Linked DNA regions of Mus musculus: all the other regions are linked to region 1. A link is a contact called in public Hi-C and promoter capture Hi-C data. All regions are on one chromosome and are shown on one strand. The core of a region is the stretch at or near the end of the contact, and the rest is flanking DNA. Distances in the headings are between cores, read along the strand shown. Region 1 holds the start of Pkm (pyruvate kinase, muscle). Region 2 holds the start of Neil1 (nei endonuclease VIII-like 1 (E. coli)). Region 3 holds the start of Imp3 (IMP3, U3 small nucleolar ribonucleoprotein). Region 4 holds the start of Csk (c-src tyrosine kinase). Region 5 holds the start of 2700012I20Rik (RIKEN cDNA 2700012I20 gene).

Region 1 (2,700 bases), core at 141-2,640:
GCACAGTGGACCTCAACATGAGTAGATAGATAACTGTCACCCTGTTGAACACTATGGTTCTTTTGTGTGTGTGTGTCCAAGGCACAAAGAGGTCATTTCTTCTACCCCCTTCTCTTGCAGAAAGGAATGATTTCCTCCACAGATATAACCTCCCCCTCCCCAACTTCATGTTCTTTCCACCATAATAACCAAGCATTTACTTCCCTAAACTAAGGGGACCAAGGGGACTTATAGAAGAAACTAAAAAACTTTATTTCACTACAAATTGCATTTATGTTACCCTTCCCTCTAATCAAAACTGACCGAAAATGGGATGAAGGCCTGTGATTCAACTACAAAGAAGTGTCTGCTTGAAATGGTCACACCCATCTTTTACCAAGAAAAACAAAAGAACAAAACAAAACCAAAAAAAATCCAAAACCTAAGGTACAGTCTTCCCATTTAGAATGTGGCAACATTGTATCTGCTTTCAAAACTCTGCGGAATGAAGACTAGTGTTAACAGTTGGGAAATTAGAAAATACTTTGTAGGGAAAAAATTGTTAATGCCTCCAATACTACAAATTTAAATACATACACGCCTGAGTCAAAAACCAGTGTTGACTCCTGCATAGATAATGGCTACACGTAGGTCCAGTTCTGCACTAATTACCTTGGATTGGTTTGCTGCGTCCAGGTCCAGGCATTTTAAAAGTGCAGGATTCGAGACTCAAAGTATTAACATGGGTCCAATCTAGCCCTCCTTATTAGGAGGTCGCGCTCACGTTCCAAAGAGAGACTTAAGTTCTTCCTACCCAGCCTCTAAGTCTGGAACCCTCTAGGAGGCAGCCCAGACCTTCCACCACTCTCTTGCTCCCATCACCCCAGCTTCCCGTTCCGCTCAGCCTCAGAGGGTGTACTGGGGCGGGCGCCGGGAGGGTGGAGAGTCTCCGGGCGGGGCTGGAGGAATGTCCGTGGACCTATAAATCTGGGCACCGCCCTGGTAGGCCAGGGCAGATGGGGAGACCTGGGCAAAAGGCCAAAAAGGGAACATTTTGTAGCCGATCTAAAGCAACAGGTGGCGGTGGCGCCCGGGAACCTAGGGGTGGTGGTGGCGGCGGCGGCGCTGGCCCGGTGGGCGGGCCTTGCTCCCTCACCACTTCCCCATTGGTCAACAGGATAACCCTTGAGCAAATTTGGTCTACGATGTCCTTCCGCCACGGAAGGTAGTCCTCCTCAAAAGGGCAACCTGCTTGTCCCGCCTACCCTGAGCTTCTCTCAGGAGGTGCGGGCGCCCCGTTGAGAGGCGGGGCGCCGCCGGCCGCAGCCCGGATTGGGCGAGGGGCGGGGCTGCGGAGGGATTGCGGCGGCCCGCAGCTGTGATAACCTTGAGGCCCAGTCGGCGCAGCCCCGCACAGCAGCGACTCGTCTTCACTTGACTGACGTCCGCTCTAGGTATCGCAGCAGGAACCGAAGTACGCCCGAGGTGAGCGGGGAGAACCTAAGCCATCTGTCCCCAGAGCCGATGCCCACTGGTGTGTAACGCAGGCCTGCCTGCCCACGCGGGACTCAGGCGCCAGGCATCGAGCATCCCACTCCGGGTTGGGGAGGAGCCACACTTGAGTCCAAGTCTTAATCCTCCAAATTGAGGGTGGCCGGCTAGCTCCTTTCCCACGGTCTCATTCTGCTCTCTCTTCCATCTCAATCTGGTTCCAGCCTCTTATCTTACTATTGCTATCCTCGCCACCCTGTTCTCGCCCTGCTCCGATGCTCGTCCTCCTACATCCACTACGACTTACGACCTTCCTCTTAGCTCTGTGCCCTCATAATTCGGTGCCCTCCTCTTAATCTCTACTTGAAATAATTCCCCTACTCACCCCACCCCCACCCCCCATTCAGCCTCCGCGTTCATCCTCCTTTCAGGTCAGCGTTCTCTTCCCGCGCCAGTGTTCGCAGCTCTTCGTCGCCCCTCCCCCCTCCGATCCGGTCACGTCCGCGCCGCAGCATCCTTTCAACCTCCATATCCTCGCCCCTCCCCCTCGCAGCTTTTCCCCTCCCCCCGCATTCTAGTCACGTCCGCGGACTCCTCGTGGTCCGGTGCATGGAGGTAGGATGCAGTCACTAGCGGTCCTTGGTAATGCAGCTACAAGTTACGTAACTTTTGTATTCCCGGTGGCCTGGCAAGAAAGGTTGGCCGCTATTGCTGCCTGTTTTGTGTGCCCGCAGATTTTTGGTGGTGGGCACGGGCCCTCATTGCTCTCGCGCTCCATCCTGCGGCGGAGGGGCGGCACGTACTGCGATGCGTCTGATTAATCGGTCATGCTGCTCCCACGTGCTGGCGAGGGGGAGGGTGGGCGATCAACCCATACCCGTTCCCGACAGAAACTGGAGCCCGACGCTACCAGAACACACATAGCCCACAGAGCTCGGTCTAATTAGGGAAGCAGATTTTGTCAAGTCAGTGCTATGAGGAAGATGGGGCTGCATGCACAAGGTGGCCGGCATACTGGTTTTGAAAAAGCCGGGCATCTTCTAGTCTGAAGGCTATAAAGACCCAGTAAATACCCAGTCATAGTAAGATAAGAGCTCGACCACTTTTTCCAAATCCAGGACACTGGTAGTTTGGAAAAAGTGAACCTTATAGTGAAAATCCAGTCGTGCATGGAGGCAGCTAGGTTTTGGAATCCGGTGTGATCTATTAATATTCTTAGGTTTGGCCTCT
Region 2 (2,700 bases), core at 117-2,616, 2.5 Mb before region 1:
GACAGAGGACTTCTCCACACACCCACCAAATACCAGCCCCTTACATGTCTCATTCACAAAGTGGCTGGCCAGGTGCAGCTCTGGGCCCTCTGGCATTCTGAAGGAGGAATGGCTGGGCCCTGTAGTAGGAAGAGGACAACAGGTCGTGCCAGAAATGTCTTGTTCAGTAGGAATTATTACCAAGTTTGTACAGAGGAAAAGTCAGAGACACAGAGAGGCATAGCGCCATATAGGATAGGCAAAGAAATGGTGGCCTGGCCACCCATCCAAGGTACTGGGTACCAGGAAGCTGAAGCTGGGAGGCACATGGCTGTCTTGCTCACTGGTGCTTTCCTTCCATGGCCTCCACACCTCGCTTTAGAATACAGTTCAGATTCTTGCTGGAGCCTATTACCTTGTGTCCCCCAATCCCTCCTACCCACTTACAAACCTGTTCCTCCCCAACTCCTGGCCTTTGCCCCTGCTGCCTCCCATCCCACACACAGTAGGAAGTTTGAAGGAGGCCTTCTCTCTCCCTAATCCACATCTTAACTTAGGAGCTCCCAAAGTTCAAAGCTACTCAGCATCTGTTCTAGCACCTCACGGCACCCAAGGCAAAGCTCGGGTCACTCATCCACTACAGCTCAATCAGGCCCTGAATCTGTCTACATCCATGGAGGTAGAAACTCAAATGTGCGCTGGACCAATGGGATTGACCTAGCCTGCCATGGTCACCCAGGCAGAAGAGAGAGGCTTTCTCCCGGCTGCCTTCTTGTCAGGACAGGAGGCAGAAGTAGGAGAAGGGTAAGCTCCAATCTGTGCACAGCCCTGTTCTCATGGATCCCTGGGGTGCCAGGAAGGACAGGGCTCTCGTTCTTTGTCCTCACCACCCTCCTCTATCCCTCACCTCGCGCTTTGCTACTAGCAAGATCTGAGGAGAAGGTAGGTAGGGAAGACGGGCGGTTTTAAAGTAGACGCGTTGGGGGCTTGGCACCAAAAAGGGTTCGGTTTGCGGAAAACCTTCAGAGTCCTAGTTTTGCGAGGTGTGAGATAGCGCACACACCCAACAAAATTTTGGTTTCTCTGTCTTTCCCGGGCTCCCAGATCCTTTAGATCTTCACCTTTACTGAGACCCCGAATCGCCCCCATTAAAGTTGAATGAATACCTGCTCTGGTTACTGCTCAACCTGAGGCAGCAGCCAGTAAGGGGTTAATCCCAGCAGTCTGCCGAACTTCAGAGCACGCTGGGAAAGGCTAGAGACACTCTGGTACCTGCTGGGAAATGTAGTTTTCTCAGGCAGGCGGCGCAGTATGGAATGGAGTTCCTTATTTATGAGAATCCCGGGTGTTGGGCAAGCTTTGGAGCAGTCGCGTAACCCGGAGGTGACGAAAGAACTGTGAGCAGAGCCTTGTTCCGAACTGGTGCCCGGAGTCGCAGCTGCGTCTGCAGTTGAAGTCACCAGTTAGCCTGGCCAGGATTGACGCCAGCAGCCGGAAACGGCGCTGTGTAGAGCCACAAGCAGCTGTATGCGAGGCATACACAGGTGCAAGATAAACAATCCCTGGGGACCCAAGATGGCCGTGTCAATGAGCAGTCAGATGTAACATATAAACAACTTTATCACGGCCTGCGGGAGCTAGGGGGCCGAGAGGGGGGAGTGCATCCGGCAATACCACAGGGGCTTATATCTGGGGCAGCACTAGGTAAAGTCAGGAGTTAGGCACAAAAGCTTGGTTTGACTGTCACAACCTCAGGCAAAAAAAAAAAAAAAAAAAGTGTCGGCAAGATACCTTTTGCCAGGCACAAGGGATCGATTCAAAGTTCAGGAACAGAAGCTGAGGAAGGCCTGTGTGGCTGCCGCAGGGGTGAGTGGTGATGGGTAGGCTAGGGGAGAACAAGAGGAGAGAAACATTGGTGAGGCTAAGCCTCAAACGTCCCTGGGAGATGGAAGCAGCATTATTAAAACGTATAAAAGAGAAAGAAAGCCTCTGCAGGTGCGTTGTGCTGACCAACAGCGGAGACTCACCCTTTTACACACTTATTTCTCTTGTTCCTCCAGTCACCCATTTACTCATTTCTTATATTTTTTAGGAGAGGACGGTTAAAGAGAGGGTCTTGCTATGTATTCCTCATTGTCCTGGGCCTCAGACTGGTTCCCAGCTTCCCCTGATCTTCTCTTCAGCCTCCTCAGTAAGAACTGGGATGATAGGAAAGGGCCACTGTCGTGGTTTGAATGAGAATGGCCTCCACAGGCTTCCCGTCTCATCAGGCGGCTGTACTCACGTGTTCAAGCATGAACTAGCAAGCTCGCACACACATGGGGTGGGGAGGGAGATGATAAAAATGTCTTAAGAAACACAGCGTGTGGAATATAAGCAGAGTGGAATATTATACACTGCCTGCCACAGGTAGCAGCATAGGTGATTTTGAGGATATTATGCTAGGTGGTAGGTAGGTCAGTTACAGAAGGACAAACACTGAGATTCCATTTATGTGAGAAGTCCACATTAATCAGACACACAGAGTGAGGAGAAAGATTGTTGAAGATGGGGTAGGGGAGGAGAGGTTGATAGTAGGAATAAAGTTCCAGTTGCCTAAGATGAGCAAGTGCAGCATGCGGTCTGTAGCTAACACTGTTGTACAGCAAACTCTCTGTTGGATTCTTTTTTATTGTCGTTGTGCTGTGTATATGATGTGTGTGTGTGTGTGGGAGGTATTCA
Region 3 (2,700 bases), core at 51-2,550, 2.7 Mb before region 1:
ACACTCTGAATTTCTCATCATTGATGGGTACCATCAGTCACTGAGGATTGCAGAAACAATCTCCAGACATACCTGAGTAACACTTTAACTCCAGCACTTGGAGGCAGAGGTAAATGGATCTCTTTGAGTTTAAGGACAGCCTGGTCTATATAAAAATTACCAGGACAGATAGTACTAGAGACATTCTGTCTCAAAAAATAAAATAAAGTAAGACAGCCATGGTGGCACATGCTCACTCATAATCTCATCCTTTTGGATTGAATCTGGTTATATTGTGGTGAATTCATGGCTGACCTGGGCTACCTAAGGAAACTGTGTCAAAAAAATAAGAGGCAGGAATGCTTCCAATCCTGATTGTTTGGTACTACTGCCAGTCCAGTGACAGATCTCATGCTGGCCAGGATGGGACTATTTGTCAACTCTGGGGACCACTGGAACTGAGACATTTGCAGAGTTCTAATCACGTTTTTTGACAGAGATAATCCTCTTATTTATTTATTAGCATTCCACTCTTCTAAAGTTGTGTATGCTTTAAAAAAAAAAGATTTGTTTTATGTGTATCAGTGCTCTTAGCTGCATGTACATGTGCATGTCAGAAAAGAGCATCAGATCACATTATAGATGGTTGTGAACCACTATGTGGGCGATGGGACTTGAACTCATGACCTCCGGAAGAGCAGCCGTGCTGTTAACTGCTAAGCCATCTTTCCAGAGTTGGAGAGATAGCTCAGCCATTAAATAATAGGCTCACAACCAAAACTATGAGACAACTCTTTTAAAGGCAGTAACCTCTCTCTCTGGAAACTGACATCTACAGCTATTGACGGAGCAGACTCTCTTCAGTCACCAAAGACAGAACTCTGAGAGTAAACTAGGTGCTGCCAAGATGGCTCAGCGGTTAAGAGCACTTGACTGCTCTTCCAAAGGTCCAGAGTTCAATTCCCAGGAAAACCACAAACAGGGGATCTGAAGCTCTCTTCCGGTATGAAGACAGAGCAATCATATACACAAAATACGTAAATGAATAAATATTTAAAAACAAAACACAACACTGGACTAGACTAGTTGCATACGCACTGCATGCAAGGAAAAGTGTATTCGCAGGACACGGCTCTCCTTCCGCAATTCTTTCTCCCCCGCTCCCCTTTCAAAACAGGAAGTTCCAGAGTTGGACGAATGAAAAACCGGGGGCGTGTCTTTAACCAATCTTTTGATTGGTCCAGTGATCTAGAGGCGGGGTCTTTCTACGTCGAGGCGGAAATTACGCTAGATTTTCAACGTATTCCCTTTCTCCCGCATTCTCCATCATGGTGCGGAAGCTTAAGTTCCACGAGCAGAAGCTGCTGAAACAGGTGGACTTCCTAAACTGGGAAGTCACCGACCACAACCTCCACGAACTGCGTGTGCTGCGGCGGTACCGGCTGCAGCGGCGCGAGGAGTACACGCGCTACAACCAGCTGAGCCGAGCGGTGCGCGAGCTGGCGCGGCGCCTGCGCGACCTGCCGGAACGCGACCCATTCCGCGTGCGCGCCTCGGCGGCGCTGTTGGACAAGCTGTACGCTATGGGCCTGGTGCCCACGCGCGGCTCACTGGAACTCTGCGACTCCGTCTCGGCCTCGTCCTTCTGCCGCCGCCGCTTGCCTACTTTGCTCCTCAAGCTACGCATGGCGCAGCATCTCCAAGCTGCTGTGGCTTTTGTGGAGCAGGGTCATGTCCGCGTGGGCCCAGACGTGGTCACTGATCCCGCCTTTCTCGTCACTCGCAGCATGGAGGACTTTGTCACCTGGGTGGACTCATCCAAGATCAAGCGGCACGTGTTGGAGTACAATGAGGAGCGCGATGACTTTGATCTAGATGCCTAGCGAGTCTTCTTGTCCTGGCTTCTCAGCTACAGGTCACTGAACCGGGGATGGGGAGGATTGCCCCGGTGTACTGGGAATTTTTCCTAGAATTTGGACTGACAATTAAGTGACTGTGTCTTGAGAGACAGTGGGAAGCAGTTTTGTACCGCACTGGGGATTGCTAGCTTCTTGTGCCTTAAACTTTGTGGTGTAGAAGCAGGAATGTTACCTCTTCCCCTTTGCTTTCATCTTGAAATAGGACCGTCTGGATGGAGAGTTTGAGTTCAGTATATTTATATCGTTTAAAGAAACCCTTTCCTAATGCCAATAAATGTCCCACCGACGTTGTTTAAGTGCACATTTTTGTCTGGTCGTTCTTCTTACCTAGGGTCCTACATAGCCATATCTATTATCTTGCTAGCTGAAGAGCCTAAGGGCAGGAAAAGGGTTGAAGGCGTGAGGCTTTGGAGCCTCACGTGGAGGTTGCAGGATGTTGTACAAGCTGGGCAGATTTGTCACTTAACCAGTCCTTTTCTCGGAATGAATGTTTTGGCAGAGCTTTTATCCACAAGACTTCCTGTTGATATTCCAGCCCCAGGAAATACCATATTAAAGTCCTGGAGTGTTTGCTTGCCTAAGGAAATGATCGCCCTGTAGTTTGGCCAGCTAGTGGTTAGAAGGGACCCAGGAGGTTCCTGAAAACAGATGTTCTTCAAGGTCCTGGCTTCAGAGTTAAGGACACCCCCCCCCCCAAAAAAAAAAAACAAGCAAAAGGGCGAGGTAGTGCTGGCACAGCCTTTAATCCCAGCAGTTAGGAGGTTAAGGCAGGCAGATCTTTGAGTTCCAGGCCAGCCTGGTC
Region 4 (2,700 bases), core at 79-2,578, 2.0 Mb before region 1:
AGAAGCCTGGGAAAATAGACTGATGAGGATGCTGGGGGTGGGGGTGGGGGGAACGGGGTACAGTACCAATGCCCAGTGTCACCTCTACGCAGACTGGAAGCCCTGCCCAGTTTCTCCACCCAAGGGTCAGAGGTCCCTTGCTTTAAGCCTGATCCTCTGGCAGGTCAAGGGTGACAGGCTTAGTTCAAGGACCCGGCCTTCTATCAGGCACAAAGGGAGGTGGCATGGCCCTGGGCTGCTTGGAGCCAATAGAACCTCTGTGCAACGACTGAAGTAGAGTTCAGAACCAGACAAGCCAGGATACCTTCAGGGAAGCCCTGAACGGGAAAGGGCAAACGCCCGGGAGTCCGGCCCATACCACTTCTCTTCCTCCGGGGTCCAGCCACTTCCCACTCTGCTCTCCTCACGGGAGTTGGGGGGTGGGAAGGTAGGACTCTGCAGACCTAAGCCAATTCTCTCGTGGTGCTGGGTAGTACTACCTCCCTTGTGGCTCATTCCCAGTAGTGTTCTGACAGTGATTCCCGGGAGAATTCGAACCCGTTTGGGAGGTGGGGGGTTGGGGGGATGGGTGTGGGCGCGGCGGTGGTGGCTACAGAGGCGGGACGAGCGACCTCCTCCCTTCTAGGGGGCATTAGGACACCCACCTCCTTTGGGGCTGCCCAGCACTCACCTCTCTGGGGGCACTGCGGTCCAGGCCTCCTCACCGAGGGCGGCATCAGTGGCCTGCAGGACAGTCCATGCGGCCAAGGGGGAGGGGAGGGGCACAGGGGTCCCCAGGGGGTGCGGTACAAAGAGGTGTATGGATGCGAAAAGAGAGGGAAGGGGAGCCAGACAGGCAGGGGGACTGCCGCGCAGCCCCAGGCGGGGAGGGAAGAAAGGCGGGGGAAGGGGGCGGGAGGGAGTCCGGGGGGGAGGAAACAATGTAGCCGGCGCGGCCCCGGCAGAGTTCCGCTTCCGAACGCGGCCACGGAGGTTCGGTTTGGGGACGTCGCGCCGCCGCCGGGGGGCCGCCCCGGGCGTTCGATCGCCGCTCGCAGGGCTTGCCTAAGCCCCACACCCCGGAGGCTGGGCGGCCAGAGGCTGGCCAGGCGGGAGGGACGGCTGGCCCGGGGACGGCCCCGACGGCGGCGCGGCCCGGGTTGGCCCTGCTCGGACCCCACCCCGGTGGGATTCCCCGGGGCAGGGCGCAGGGTGGCGCGGAAGCGCAAGGAAGGCAGCAGGCTCAGCGGCGGCGGCCAACCTCAGCTCGCCCGGGCTCCGATGGGAGGAAGCTCGCAGGCCTGGTGAGAGGAAGCGCGGCCCGGATCCTCCGCCCGCTGCGGCGCGCCTGCGCGAGGGGGCCTGCCGGGCGAGCAGCGGGGCGTGGGTCGGCGCCCTCTGCTGGACCTTGGAGGAAATGCGGGGGGTGTGTCCGCGTCTACGCCCTGCCCCCACTTGCTGGCCTTCGCGAAGGCTCCCGAAGGTCCTTTCAGAGGGCCACCAGCATGCTAGAGCCAACCTCTCAGCTTCCTCTAGGCGAAGCTTCCTTGCTAGAGTGGAGGTTAGGCCTAGACTCTTCTGGGACAGTAAGCATGCATTTACACGGCCCCTGCTCTGTAGTCTACCACCGTCTCTGCTTCCTCCTCCTCCTTCTCCTCCTCTTCCCCCCCCCCCCCCCCCCAGCGAAGTTTTCTTTCTATAGTGGAGGCTAGGCCTAGACTCTTCTGGGACAGTAAGCATGCATTTACACAGCCCCTGCTCTGTAGTCTACCACCGTCCTTCTCCTTCCTTCTCCTCCACCTCCTTTCTCCTCTCTCCTCCTCCTCTTCTTCCTTCTCTTCCTCTTCTTCCTTCTCCTCCTTTGTAGTTTTTTTGTTATCTTTTGTTTTTCTGAGACAGGGTCTCACTATGTAGCTCTGGAACTTGCTCTGTAGACCAGGCTGGCCTCGAACTCATAAAGATCTGCCTGCTTCTTCCTCCCAAGTGCTAGAATTAAAGAGTGCATTTCCGGGCGGTGGTGGCCCACGCCTTTAATCCCAGCACTCAGGAGGCAGAGGCAGGTGGATTTCTGAATTTGAGGCCAGCCTGGTCTACAAAGTGAGTTCCAGGACAGCCAGGGCTACACAGAGAAACCCTGTCTCGAAAAACAAAACAAAACATAAAACAAACAAACAAAAAGAGTGTGCATCACCACTACCCGGCCGGAGTCCACTTCTTAAAACCTCTATATCTGCCAAATTCTCATGAGGGGTTGTTGCAAAAATATTGTCACAAAGAACAAATTGATAAACAATGAAAAAAAAAAAAAAGGTACAAGGTCCACAAGAAACAGGAAAGAAGGGAACATGGGTTGATTTTCTAGATCTGGGAACACAGCAGGGAGACCTGACTTACTTCGTGTGTAGGGGAAAGCAGAAAGAGATGCGGTCAGTCCTGCAAGCTACAGGGCCAAAGAACCACAGAGCTTCTTGGAACTCTTCCGGGCTTTATTTTCAGCTGAGATGCAATAGGGAAGTTGTCACTGGCTGTGTAACAACGTCGGACCAGTTAGCTAATCTCTGTCTGTCCTTTTCCACTGTGGTTTGGTAAAGTGAGCAAGAGCGGTACCACCAACTTTGTAAGGTTTTGTGGAGAGGAAATGAGTTAATAGGTTTGAAGTGCTCGGTGCGCAAGTGGCACGTGGTGAGTCCTCAATTAAACACGGGCTGTTATTATGCACCA
Region 5 (2,700 bases), core at 176-2,675, 2.6 Mb before region 1:
CCCTCTCCCCCTTTTGCTCTAGAATGCGGTAAGACTAATCCCACCTAACCTCTCATGGCACAGCGAAAGCCTCCCCAAAGCAAGGTCGGCATCGGGCCCACGCCTTACTAGTGAATAAATAAAAGAACTAGGTCTTTATTATTATTATTATTATTAATTAATTAATGTATTATATGTAAGTACACTGTAGTTGTCTTCAGACACTCCAGAAGAGAGCATCAGATTCCATTACGGATGGTTGTGAGCCACCATGTGGTTGCTGGGATTTGAACTCAGGACCTTTGGAAGAGCAGACGGCGTTCTTAGCCGCTGAGCCATCTCACCAGCCCAAGAACTAGGTATTTCAAAGCACTTTTTGTGTTCAGGCATTGTTACTTACCCAGAAGGCTTAGAGACCGCCATTAACTCACTCTGCTAAGGAGGAATGCCCACCCCCCTTTTTTTTGAAGGGCTGGCCTTAGGGTTCCTAAATTCAGACTATTCCTGCCCTTTCGCGAATGGTTGCGATTACAGCCCTTCCCCTTGAACAGTCATTCTTAAGACCATATCCTTCACACAATCTGGAATTTTTACTCCTTCTGTGAACGTAAGTGCACACTCAAGGTTTATTTATGCAGTGGTCTGTGTGAGGTTTTCAGCCTCTCTTCCTCCAGTTTAAAATGTCCCTGGATCTACCCGACCAATAGAGTATACATTTTCCCTTCATGCTCCGCCTTCCGGAGGCTTGCCCAGGCGGTGACATTTAAAGGCCTCCGCTGGGTTATCTCCGCCCCCTGAGGGCTGCAGATTCTGGTTGTCCCAGTGTCACAGTATTCAGTCAGCCCTAGTGACCAGCTAGTAATATCTGGGCTTTTGGATCAGATTAGAGCTCCAGACCTTAATTTTGGAGTCGGCTTGCTGAAAGTAGCTGCTGAGTGCTCCAGATGGCTGTGTTTAGAAGACCGTGAAAGTGTAAAAATAAGTGGGTAGGAAGGACAAGGCTTTCTGTCATTGTTTTGGTTAATTCTCCACGGCGGGTAATACTACTGCCTTTTCCTTTTCAAATCTCAAAGCCTCGGGTTTCGGCCGCTGAGCTCCCCGCCATCTCCGATCCCGGCCTTGGAACGCTGAGGTTCAGTCTCCAGTGTAAACATTCCACAAAAGGACTGCTAAGGTTCAGCATCCTCGCGCAGGGCGGAATGGTCTCCTTCCTGGACCGGCGCCGTGTCCAATGGCGGCTCCTACCGGCGCCAAGATAGTCCAATCAGATCATTGGGGGCGGGGCCTGGCCCAGCCGTGTAGTGGGTGGAGTCGGCCTCACTTAAGGACATTTTTACCCCACATTGGTTACTTACCTTCCTGGGGCTATGAGAGAAGCAAAGGTAGTCTTCCAATGCAGGGACCGGCGGAGGCGGGAGCCGATTTGTTAGGCCTGTGGCTGGGGCGGTATGGGGAGGGATATGTGAGACTCTCCAATGAGATGTGAAGAGGTACTCCTCTTCCTCCAATAGTATTAGAGCCCGGAGGAGGGATTCGGCAATCAGTCTCCAATAGGCGGGGTTGAGTTAGGGACTCTCCCCGCCAATAGGGGCGTGGAGAAGGTGAGCGGCTCGCTCTCCCCTCCCAGCGAGGGAAGAGGGCGGGAGTAGGTCTTTGCGGCATAGTGATTGGCTAAACCATTGACGGATGGGTAATATATCCCGTGGCGGAGCGAGGTTAAGCCTTCCCTCGGCGGGGCGGGCCGGGAGAGTGGGCGGGATTTCCCGGGTAACAGAGAAGCGGCCGCGGCGGTAGAGGCGGCAGAGACGGTTTCTCCATCTTCCCCCCTCCCCTTCCCCCCTTAGAGTTTCCCTCCCTCCCTCCCTCCTTCCCAGTCTGGGCACCCAGGCCTGTGACCGCTTCGTGGGCGCAAAGGAGGTTGCCAGTCCGCTCTTGCGGGCCTGTGCCCGCGCCGTTCCGGGGCCTCCGTGCTGGGTGCGAGGCTCACGCCGGGAGCGACGCACAGGCTGAGTGGCTGGAGCTTTTGCGGTGAGAGCACGCCGCACCGCGGTCCGCCCAGCAGCTGGGTGGCGGGTAACCCGGGACTGGAGGGCGTGTGTTTTTCGGGGGGGCTGACCTCGGCTTCCCGTGCGTGGCTGTGGGGGGCGGAGCGGAGCCGCACTCAGTGCGGGAGGGGGAGGAGAGCGTAGTCCCGGTGCGCACGGAGGGGCGGGTCCTAGTCCCGCCGATCAGAGGCGGGGCCGGCGCGCGTGCGGTGGTGGAGAAAGGGGCGGGACGGGCTCGCGCTAAAGGCCCGCGGCTGTGACCCCGCCCCTTCTCCCTTATGGGCGGGACCACTGGCTGAACTGCTTTGGGTCCGCGGGGCGTGCGGGACGGGAAGAGGGTCCCGGCGTGTGGCTTTCAGGGCGCGGTGGCGAGGGGGCGTGAAGCCTGTGTTCCCCCGCCTTAGCGGGATCCGGTTGGCCGGAAGGCGCGTCCGGGGCTGTGATGCCACGCCCCTCCCGCCCCGCCCCCTCCGGGATTTCCGCCTCCTTAGCAGTGAAGAGGAGCTGGGGAAAGCCCGCTGTGGCGTCTGGCAGGGGGTCAGGGCTCCGTGTCTGCTCCTCCCAGCATCCCCGTGGGTGGGAGGGCCCCTTGTAGACTGGGAACGGTGGAGGTGTCCGGACTTTATGCTGTGGCTTCTTCATCCATTCTGCTTGGGGCATCGTGGCCCGTAGCTGT

Evidence for each region. Promoter capture Hi-C pulls out the DNA fragments that hold promoters and counts their contacts. A called contact is a pair of places that touch in the nucleus more often than the background predicts.
Region 2: a promoter capture Hi-C map of pre-B cells shows a contact between it and region 1, with 2.4 times the contacts expected there. The contact joins the promoter of Neil1 here to the promoter of Pkm in region 1. A contact is called at or near these places in 1 of 39 promoter capture datasets (pre-B cells) and 1 of 9 other capture datasets (adipose tissue).
Region 3: a contact with region 1 is called in a promoter capture Hi-C map of pre-B cells, with 2.6 times the contacts expected there. The contact joins the promoter of Imp3 here to the promoter of Pkm in region 1.
Region 4: a contact with region 1 is called in a promoter capture Hi-C map of pre-B cells, with 4 times the contacts expected there. The contact joins the promoter of Csk here to the promoter of Pkm in region 1.
Region 5: a Hi-C map of uterus shows a contact between it and region 1, with 5 times the contacts expected there. The contact joins the promoter of 2700012I20Rik here to the promoter of Pkm in region 1. A contact is called at or near these places in 2 of 39 promoter capture datasets (liver and pre-B cells) and 2 of 484 Hi-C or Micro-C datasets (CD4 T cells and uterus).

Annotation. Positions count from the first base shown.
Region 1 is chr9:59,655,186-59,657,885 of GRCm38.p6, forward strand. It overlaps Pkm (pyruvate kinase, muscle), which reads left to right and starts at 1,391. Exons shown (of 11, transcript NM_011099.4): 1 at 1,391-1,464. Gm51708 (a long non-coding RNA gene) reads right to left here and starts at 721. Exons shown (of 4, transcript XR_003948336.1): 1 at 652-721.
Region 2 is chr9:57,146,939-57,149,638 of GRCm38.p6, forward strand. It overlaps Neil1 (nei endonuclease VIII-like 1 (E. coli)), which reads right to left and starts at 1,367. Exons shown (of 10, transcript NM_028347.3): 1 at 1,146-1,367; 2 at 1-119. The coding sequence starts at 96.
Region 3 is chr9:56,936,200-56,938,899 of GRCm38.p6, forward strand. Imp3 (IMP3, U3 small nucleolar ribonucleoprotein) reads left to right here and starts at 1,301. Exons shown (of 1, transcript NM_133976.2): 1 at 1,301-2,199. The coding sequence starts at 1,308. The coding sequence ends at 1,862.
Region 4 is chr9:57,644,325-57,647,024 of GRCm38.p6, forward strand. It overlaps Csk (c-src tyrosine kinase), which reads right to left and starts at 1,329. Exons shown (of 13, transcript NM_007783.3): 1 at 671-1,329.
Region 5 is chr9:57,074,624-57,077,323 of GRCm38.p6, forward strand. It overlaps 2700012I20Rik (RIKEN cDNA 2700012I20 gene), which reads right to left and starts at 1,426. Exons shown (of 2, transcript NR_152107.1): 1 at 1,335-1,426; 2 at 580-1,220. Sin3a (transcriptional regulator, SIN3A (yeast)) reads left to right here and starts at 1,753. Exons shown (of 22, transcript NM_011378.2): 1 at 1,753-2,007.